2 separate regions of the Columba livia genome follow, and region 1 is linked to region 2. A link is a contact called in public Hi-C data. All regions are on one chromosome and are shown on one strand. Each heading gives the region's core, a stretch centred on a gene start, on an enhancer-like site or on the middle of the called end of the contact. The rest is flanking DNA. Distances are from core to core; before and after follow the strand shown.

The links. Hi-C and Micro-C count contacts between places; a contact is called where the count stands out from the background.
Region 1: a Hi-C map of liver shows a contact between it and region 2, with 4 times the contacts expected there. The contact joins the promoter of FAH here to the enhancer-like site in region 2. A contact is called at or near these places in 2 of 2 Hi-C or Micro-C datasets (crop and liver).

The regions. Positions count from the first base shown.
Region 1 is chr11:4,808,377-4,813,452 of bColLiv1.pat.W.v2, forward strand. FAH (fumarylacetoacetate hydrolase) reads right to left here and starts at 3,612. Exons shown (of 14, transcript XM_005504103.4): 1 at 3,425-3,612; 2 at 1,313-1,423; 3 at 613-734. The coding sequence starts at 3,505.
Region 2 is chr11:4,449,157-4,454,306 of bColLiv1.pat.W.v2, forward strand. It overlaps CEMIP (cell migration inducing hyaluronidase 1), which reads right to left. Exons shown (of 29, transcript XM_065076513.1): 26 at 4,881-4,967; 27 at 4,412-4,569; 28 at 1,865-1,965; 29 at 1-928. The coding sequence ends at 801. Among named protein-coding and RNA genes, the nearest start is that of MESD, 25 kb to the left of the region's middle. Within about 2 kb of position 3,130, at least 1 of the 3 cell types and tissues checked has an H3K27ac peak away from gene starts, as active enhancers do.

The DNA of each region.
Region 1 (5,076 bases), core at 2,362-4,861, 360 kb after region 2:
AGCAGTTGTAGCGCTTAAAGCATCATTCTGTACAAACAAGAAGGTATGTGATTAACGGACACACACATTTTCCATCAGCACAGCATGGAGCAGGGCACAGTCCTCCCCTCCCACCCCTACACCAGCGCACTGCCCCATATCTGAAACCAATTTGTGACAACGGGGTTGGTTTTAGCAAACTCCGGCTGTTTCTGAGGAGCAATTGGAGGGGTGACCCCTTGCCAGAAGAGGCTCCAGGGCAGTGCTGGGGGAGGTGGCAGAGGTGGGGCGGAGACCCTGGCAGCCACCTTGTCACCCAAGGCCACGATGGAGGGGACGCAACCCCCCCGCCTTCCTGGGCAGCCCATCTGGACACCCTGCAGAGAGACAGCAGGTCTGCATCACCCCAGGGCAGAGCTCAGTGTCCCCAGGGGGAGGGTGACACCCCGCATCTGTGGGCATCTAAAGGACTAATCAGACACGTAATTAAAAGAGGGAAGCTCTCAATATACCCAAAGCCTGGTTAATTCCCATGTAGGTGGCCACATTCAGACCTTCTATTTTGGCGCCTTGGATCACCGGGTGGCACAGGGCACAGCTGGAAGGCCACCGTGCCACTGTCCGCTCCCTCACCTTCCCCGCAGCTCCGCGTTGTCCCTCAGGGCTGGCTCGCTGGCCGACAGCAGCTTCTGCAGACGAGCCCTTGCCTCCATCCACGCCGCCCGGCCCAGCCCCATGAAGGCGTTCAGGGTCGGCTGACAGTGACAGAGAGGCGAGAAGGCAGATAAAAGACCACGTTTTGCTTCCCCTTTGTGTGCGTGGAAGATGTCCTGCGCTTGCACCCCGGGGTTATGCGGCAGGGGCTGCCCAGATCACCCGCCCTCCCTGTTGATCGCTCCCTGTGCTCCTGTCCTCACACCACAAATCTTCTGAAGCAGGACCTGCTGCACCCTCGCCACGTGCCTTAGCAGCTTTGATAACTCAACTAGATGTAACCAGAGGCCATTTGTATTTACCTTCAAAATGCAGCCTCTCTGTCATCAAAATCCCATCTGATTCCTTGTCATGAATTGCTGAAGGCACAAGGGGGACTGAAGTAATTGTTTACACATTCTGTCAGGCCCCTGCATTGCCAAAGTCTGCTGAAAATGTCCTTTGGACCCCAGATGCCTCTGCTCCCCTTGCTATCACAGATGTGATGAGATTACCCTGTAAGTAGAGCCCACCTAACAACACATTTTCAGTTCTTATCTCACCACAAGTTTCTACAAACTCTCAGGGGTGTTTCCAAAGTGTGTGTGGAAATTAGAACAACAGACACTATGATACATACCTGGTCAAAGACATGCTGATGTTTGGCAAGAGCTGGTCCATTGAACAGATGTTTAATGACACTGAGATCCAAAATCTGGTCTCCAATTGCGACCCCAAGTCTGTGTCTGGGCTGCAAAGCAGCAAGAGGAGAGCAGCAAAGAAGAAGAGTTTATGCTTGTACCCAAAAATCCTCTAAAGAGGGCACGGAGGAAGACAGGGTCACAGAGTTTTATTGATCAGGGACAAGGGTCTGGTATTACAGCAATTTGCCATTAAAAGCTAATCAATGAGACTGGGTACTGAAAAACGCGAAGACCCAGAGGCAGAGCATTATTGCAGACTCCCCACAGCCTTTGAGGGGTGGGAGAGCCTTCTCCTTGTCCCCATCTTTTGGGGGAATGATAGGACAACAAACAGAGGTTTATTTCCATGCTCTCTTCCCCCTGCTCCTCATTAATGACATGCATTTCAGAATAAACTTCTTTAATTGCCAGTCCAGCCCTAAATGTTGATGCTTGTCTATCTGAAATATGCTGTGAAGTAGGAAAAAAAGCTATTCCTCCTTCTACAGACGGAGAACTGAAGCATAGACATGCCACAGCAGGACTGATCTCATCCTTATAGCCATGTAACTGGAGAGAAATAGGGATTTCTGCAGCACAGTTCCTCCCCAGCAGACAAAGGGTGCTCTGGACCCCACTGACGATGCTGGGAACACAGCGCACCTTGCTCAGCCACGTTACTTCTGCAGCACGTTGAATGAAGCCGCCATACATAACCCACCCTCACGCCACGCGAGGCAAACCCCAGCCTGGATCCTCACTCCGGGACCAGCTTCCCACATCTACAGGGACATCGCGGCTGCATTCATGGGACAGATGCAACCCGGGACACAAAGACCCCGTTCATCTCCGCAGCACCAAGCACGTGCGGAGCCGGCGGCGATGGAGCAGCACGGCCACGGAGCAGCACGGCCAGTCCCACGGCAGCTCCGCCGCAGCTGCACGGGGGGTTATAAAAATACTGCATATTTCAATTATTCCCGTCTTTAGACAAACTAGTTACAACCATTATGAAAACCGGCTTACCAAACGGGAACAGCCAACTATGAAAATCCACACTGTTAAACCTTTAATTTCTAAACAAGATTCCAAAAGTGATAGTAAGTGTTTATTCAGCAAACATTCCTGCAGAAAACTCTAAAGGTCGTGTCAGGTTAATCTGTAACTGGGATAGTCAGGAATGACATCAACTGCTTTAGCTTGAAATTGTTACAACGCTAGGCCACTTTTAGAACATTATTTTCCTAAATAATTTCTCTATGTCCTTGTCTGCCTTTTCATAGGGTTGGAGTGATGCTTTCTTCAGAGAACACTTACTGTAGAAGGCAGAAAAATAATCCAAACTTGCTAGATAACAGTACACACATCTAGGAAGAGATTAAACAAACCATCTCAGTTTTATCTTTGGAAAATACCGCATCAGAAAACACAATCTTCCACTTTATATATATTTTTTTTTAAACCTGCACGGATAAGCCAAGACAGCAGAAACCAGGAGATAATCAGGATGTTTCCGTGAGCAAGGATAAATAAATCCTCCACTTTTTCCTTCCGAGAAGCAGCTCTTGGCTCGTTTCCCCTTCTCCGAGGTCACATCCCCGGGCTCTGTCCCGTCAGGCACTGGGAGGTGTGAGGTTCAAATAAATATATAACGTGGCTTCTTAAGGGTGAAGATGAGATTACACTCAGCCACAAGGAAAATGAAGGATTGAATTAAGAGTAAAAAAATATCAGTGCGAACTGTGCTGTGCCTCTACTTAAAAGGATTAAATGCAGAATTAATGATTTCACAAACACAGTCAAAACCACACAAAAACTGCTGTATGTATTAGCCATAGTACTACTTATAAGTATCAACACTTTTGTGCAGTCTTAATGTGGTTATTCTGATAACAGCTTCTTTTAAGAGCCGATGCAGCAGCTATGGTTTTGCTGTCTCATCAGGAAGGTCCCGCGAGCGTCCCAGGCTGGGAAGTTCTCCTTTATATCAGGCTGCAGGGAATTCCTGCTGTTATTCGTAGCCTTGGGACAATGGCAACACCCTGAGGACAAAGTTTGCTGTTACTCACCTCCTCCTTAGTGGAGAAAACCCCATATGGGAGATTCTGGAGAGGAAAATCAGAGTCCTTGTCCACCTGTATGAAAGACATGCTGACCACCGAGCAGTCCCTGCTTGCAGATGAGAGCCCCCACGTCCCGAGGAGGAAGATCCTCTCCAGATGTTGTAACCAAGAGCACAGCAGCACCAAATCCCACCCTCCATCCTCAGCCTCAAACCAATCACAGACCCGTCTCCATCCCACCCTCTGCTGAGGGTTAATTAGTGCCAGAGGTCTGCATGAGCCAGCAGCTCTTCACTGCTCCCAGTGACGTAGGGACCGGTGGAACACAACTCTTCCTGCTCCAGGAACTCTCATGTGAACCTGGGGCCCTTCTTCCTATAGTTGGACTCTATCTTAAAGGTCTTTTCCAACCATAACAATTCTATATGTGCGTGACTGCAGGTGGGGGATCTGAGCAGACAGCTCCAAAACCAGGGGTAATTCCTCTTACTTTACTTCCGAGGGGTCATTTACATGCCCGAGTGTATCGGAATGTATCAGATGATTTGGTGAGGAGGTTGGTTAAATGTAAATATGCTCAAGTGACTTGCACCTGTCTGTTCCTTGTACCAGCGATTTCAGAGATGCCCCAGTAGAGAGGTAACTAAAATACAGCTCGCTCTTTGCAATGCACCCGTAGCCTCTGGCTCTTGTGACATAGCTGTGCATGTGTACATACCGAGCAACGGTGAAACAATCATCCCCACACTGAGCTCTTCCAGCAGGAGCTCAGCAACAATTGGGACATCATACAACTCACACCTGAAATTGCACTGTGTGCTTTTGAGTATTGAAATGCTGCACCCGATTTGAGTTCTTCCATTTTCTCCAGATAGCTCCAGCGGCTTAAAACGAGACATATTTGTGCAACCAACCACAAAGAGCAGAGAGGCTGGTCCCTCCACTCCCAGTCCCAACTGTCTCCCACCTGCAGCAGAAAATTCACCCATATTCAGGAAAAGTAGAAAGTAATGAGGGAATATCCTTGCAATTAAAACTAAATAGCAAAGACCACCCCTTTTTGATAAAAAGGGTGAGATGCTTGCCCCTGCCAAAGAACTGGTGTCCTGCTCAGCTGCTTTTTTTTGGCAGAGAAGACTCATTAGAAGAAATGCAGCACACTGTGTAGCCAGCGATTCAATGTGAGGTGACACGACACCACTGATGACAGCCCATCTGTGACAGCTCCTCTCAGTGGAGACACAAGCTCACATGATGAAAGGGGATCTTAGTTAATCTTAGTTAAGGACAACGCCTAGCACAAACTTCTGTATAACTCCCTGTAAAATTCCTGTACCTAAGGTATAAACCATTACACTGATGGCTGGAAAATGCAGTGCAGGGGGTTCATGCCAAGGTTATGGGAACCGGGTGTAGAGCTGCTTGTTCCAAAACCACCTTGAAAGCTTGTTTCAAACACACACTATGTATCTTGAGAAGACATATTCGCCCAAGTGTTCTGTAGTGCTGCAAATGTGCTGATGTTAAAATATTCATCTCCTAACCTCAAGCTGATGACACAAAACATGAAGCTTCACTACTTACCCAGATTGAGGAGCAGATCGACCACCACGATAGCACAGAGCCAATGCCAAAATAGATGACATGCAGTTCTTAAG
Region 2 (5,150 bases), core at 1,880-4,379:
CTGATCCTGAACAGTATTACTGTATGGGAAAGGCTGAGAAAATATATGTGCTCATAGACATTGCTTTCCTTCTAGCCTACAGCTGCTTGTTGAAGGAAAACTTTCAATTCGAGCAGCCACTATTAAAAAACCTTCATCCATAGGAGAAACACAATTTTCTGAGCAAACAGAAATATGTGGTTTCAACAGCCCCTGCTGGCATATTTTATCTGCTCCTTCTCTAATCTCTTCCCCAACTATGTGCACGTACAACACAGATCCCAAAGAGCTTGATCAAATATCATTGAAGCTTTAGGATAAATTCTTACTGTCCAGTGAAGTTTCCCAGCATCTAAGTAATCATTCATTGAATCTTTCTATATTAGATTTTCAACCAGCCTTTGAATTGGCATTTCATGTTTATATGAGCAAATAGTTAAACCAGGGGGAGAAAAAAAGTGTTTTGACAACTTAGAGGCTGGTAAAAGCAATAATTCTCAATGGCCATCAGGCCTATAGCTCCCCCTTCAATAGGCAGCACATAAGTTAGTCTGTCACAGGGTTGCTGATAAAACCAGTACCTTGTAAAACAGGTCAAACCTCGCTTAGTAACATGAGAGTCAACCGGCGAGGGGCTGGTGATCACAGAACACGCTGATGGCAGAGGAGAAGGCTTTTCTGTCACACGTGGCCACTTTAGCTACTTACAGTCAGATTTCTTTGTGAACAACAAGAACAAGACAACGTTGCGCCTCCGGAGCGGGGTGCCTGCAGTCAGTCCGTCCCGCGGGGGCAGCGCCGGCAGCCAGAGCTCTCTGTCCTCATAACTTCATTTTCTTCACCACAGGAATTGGCAGCGCTTGGTAGATTTTAGCAGAGTCCTCATCAGTGACCAGCTTCACCCAGACAGGGCGGAAGCTGCCTTTGAAGCCGACAAAAGCCATTTTTTCTGCAAATCAGAGCAAATGTATTATTAGGAGTGTGCTAGGGCTGCCCAGAAAACCACCTGTGTGGTGGCTACACCCCCTGACTGGATGGATGCAGGTTCACATGAGCATGCACATGCACTCAAGCTTTCCCAATTATGCATTCTCCAGGTACTAAAGAAATACCTTCCCAATGAAGCTTAATTAAAATTGTATTTACATGTTGTATGCTTCCATTAATTAACAATGTGTGATACATAGCAGAGAAGAAAGAGAGGAGGAAACACCCTTCTTAGCAGGCGGCTTGAGCTCTCTTTTGAAGCTATAATTGTTTGCATGATGGTCATACTCAAAACCCTTTCCTGCTCGGGAAAGGTGAGGGGGTGATGAGGGACAGCACAACAGACAAAAACCTACGTTAGCGAGCTTACACACACAAAAGAGGAAAGCAAGTCAAAAACTCACACAGCGGATCAGAGCAACACACACAGTAAAGCAATATTCTAGTGCAATACGTGATGATTTGAAATCTATAGGCTTTGGGCCATCGAGTCAGAATTTTGTTGCAAGAGAAAAGCAGCTAAAAATAAGTTCAGAGAAGTAAAAAATCCTGTTTGGGGGCATTTAGTGTGGAAAAAAAAAAAGTCCAATATTCCTATTGTTAAAGTGCCTTTTTTATTTAAAACTAATCTGGAAAATCAAACCTCCTGATTTCTTTACTTCTAAGAACAACTACCAGGGCACTTTCCCCTTCTACAGTATTAAAGTGAGTGCTGTTATCCAAAGCTGCAGTGGATACCACCTTACCGAATATAGAAATGACTGTTCCCAGGATGTTTGAGCACATGCTGATAGAAACAAGCAAGGCAAAGTTAAGAAGTAGGAAAAGGTCCTAGTTGGAATGAAGGGAAGGGAATAGTTCAAAGGGGTTTAAAATTGAGTTTTTAAAAAGTGGTTACCTTTTAATCTAAAGCCCTCTCCTGCTCCAAGTTTCTCCAGTACTTTTGTCCATGGTCCTCTTGAAATGAATCTTCCTTTAGATGTCACCAGCACTATGGAGCTGAAGGAAACAAAGCCATTTATAAACAGATGAAGAGACAGAATGCATTCCTTGCTTGTTGGTCTTGAGCACCGGTAACTCCTGCCTGTGTGACCCATAGACACTCACGAACTATAGTGGTTTCTGCTTTAATGGCTTGTGTCAATGCTTTCCAACAGTTTAGTCATACATTTGCTTTTCCAATCATGCAAAACCCACTAGAAAGCAGACAGAATTTCTTTTGTTTTTTCCTTTAAAACACCGTTTTCTAGGATGATTTACAGGTTTCCAAACAGCAGTTCTATCCTGCTTTGCTCAGGACATGCTCCTCCTGGGATGCTCTTAGCAAGTCTCGGGTAATTTCTTGTTCTTTCATCATTAGCAGATTAAACCTGAAGAACTTCACTTATTTGAGACCTGCTGGCCTGACAATTTTCCTTCATTGTCAGCCTGCTTTTGCTTAAAAAAGTGTAGCATTAATATTATTACTGCCTTAGTTGTATGTACTGTGTTTCATCTCAAAATTCTTGGGGTCCTCTACAAGTGCCAAATGATAAATAAAAGACTTAAGGTGAATTAAGTTAATGTCAATCTGCAATGCTTGGTTAAAACTCAGTAGCTGCCTAGGCTTAATTCAAGAGGAGCAGAATAAAAATCCATGTTAAACCTAAAGAGATAATCACATAGTGATACTTTTTGGGGGAGAAACACAGGATACTCAGCCAATTTTAGCTCCCTACAAGACACACAAACACCCCCGATGATTATCTCAAAGCCTAACAAAGAAAAGCTACACTCCAGTGAGTTCTATAGAAGTTTTGCTAGTAAGTTCAGTGAGGCTGGGATGTCTTCTTTGTTCACCTCCCGATTAAAACTGCACAACAGTAATTGAGCAAACACTTCCTTAGATTAAATTATTTCATTCCACCTTGCAGAGTTGCCATGGATGAAACTTCCCTGACTCTAAAGGCAATTGCAGTCTTGGAGAATGGGAGCCTTGCTGGGTCTGCTTTCCAGCATCACAGTGGACACGAGTCACCGAAATTAATTAGGAAACAGCTCCTGCAGAGCTCCAGCCCTGAGCTGCCCGGAGCAGCAGTTACATCTTAACACCTCAGCTGGAAGTGGAACTGTTCAGGGAAAAATAGCAACGGGTGGTGGTGGAGGAACAGAGAAGAAAAAGAGTTAAGAATCATCAGGACTTTTCTTAGAATAAACCTGAGGTGCTTACAAGAGTGGATTGGGCTGGCAGGCTGGTTTTGACTACTTTGCAAATGCTAAATCACCTATTTTTTCTTCCTTCAGTTCACTAAAATCATTACTTTCTATTAAGCCTTTTCTGCTGTGGAAGTTTAAAATAAATTCGCCAGATGTTTTGTTTTCTTGTCCCTGGGAAACTCATTCAGAGAACACAATGAGGCTCAGAAAAACTTAAATACTTGAGAAGTCTGATTACAATTCAGTCTTCTTAAGTAAGAAAGAATCCAGGAGCTGGATCCAGCCAGGACTGAGACTGGATTTTTTGCAAAGGGGGATAACGGCCTCTCTGAAAAGCTTTTTATGAAATAAAAGTCAGCAACTACCATGCTTCTCTGCAGTTATTACTCAATGTATTTTTTTGCAATCTTCAGAATTACTTAAGACACTAGAAACAAATCTTGATCCACCTGCATGGCACCCTGCTGAAACCTCCCCGCCGAGCCTCTAGAACAAATGCCAGAACAATATCCTGTTATCTGTCCACAGTTATGTCAGATGATTCAGCAACAAAGCAATCATATTTGTATTAAATGTTACATAACAGATTTCCAATCAAAACAGATTTAATAACGATGAAATATATCCATTTCCCAATAGCATTCCACAAACTAATATGAGAACAAGCCCTTTGGTTAAAGAGTTTCTGATGTTCCCATGTTCTCCAGCAGACAAAGCTGCTGTCCTCCAAGATGCAGGAACATGTGTTGGATACTTATCACTCAAAAAACTCTGCATTTCTGGCTGCCCGTACTTAAAAAATAAAAGCACTCAGCCCTTATGTCTGGGCAGGGAACATGTGCAAAGAGGAATTTGTTTTATGAGTGGAATTTTCTGCTATTTGAGAGAGCATGCAGGCAACAGAAAAATGTAAACTGCGCACATCTGTGCCGATAAGTGCAGAGTCTGTGAATTTAAGTCTGCAGTTTGTCTGTAACTCACAGCATAAATGTAGATCTGCAGTTTATTAATCACGTGTACCCCTGCAGTTTATCTGGGGCTCGGTCAGTTCCTAAATCACACAGTCTGCATTCTGCTGCTGCCTGCATGTCCCGCTCACGTTTGGACTCAGTTGGAGTCAGCAGGTACAAGAACTCATTGTCAGCCCGGTCAGTCTGGCCCATGTTGGGTGACAAAATCCAGGAAAAAGATGAGTGTTGCATGGCATTCTTGTATATTACTCCTTCGTAACACCAGATTATTTACTTACTGATCTCTGATGTTGTTGACGTAATTTTCTATCTGTGCTGGGATTCCTTGTAGAATTGAGTTTTTGAATGTCACACGATCAACGACTTTCCCACGATGCCCATCAATCACAACCAGCTGGATACCCTCATCAGTGAGGAAAAACCTCACACCATCAACCTGTGGGTGTGGAATAATACTCTTAATCTGTCAAAGTAACACAATTACAAAGAACAAGAGGCACTAAAAGTGATGAGCCATGGGACTGCTCTTTCTATCAAAGGGCAGAATTCTAGATCTCTGAGGTCAAGCTAATATGAATTACTGCTAATATGTAGAAGTTACAACTTTTTTTTTTTTTTTCCAAAATACAAAGCAAAAGAGACCTGAATTTAACTATCCAAGGTAACTTCATAAGCAACTCATCCATAAAAAAGAAGCAAATATCTTAAACTTTTGTCCCATAATGTTCATGGGGAAGGTCTGCTCACCTCAATGTATGCAAAGTCATCCTTTAGGTGGAAGTACTGTTTCTTATAAGTTTCTATTTTCACTTCTAGTAGGTGGTCCTTAGTCTTCTGTTTCCAAAAAAAACAAAAAGAAAATAGTTTCTGGTGAGGATTTCCATTACCTGAACACTGCATTTTTAGAAACCATTTTAAACCTTGAAGTTCAATCAAAAGGAAAGCTACATAATAAGTACTAACTTGCCAAGTTACATAGTTAGTGAGACTAGGCACAATGGTAATGTATTTGCTTAT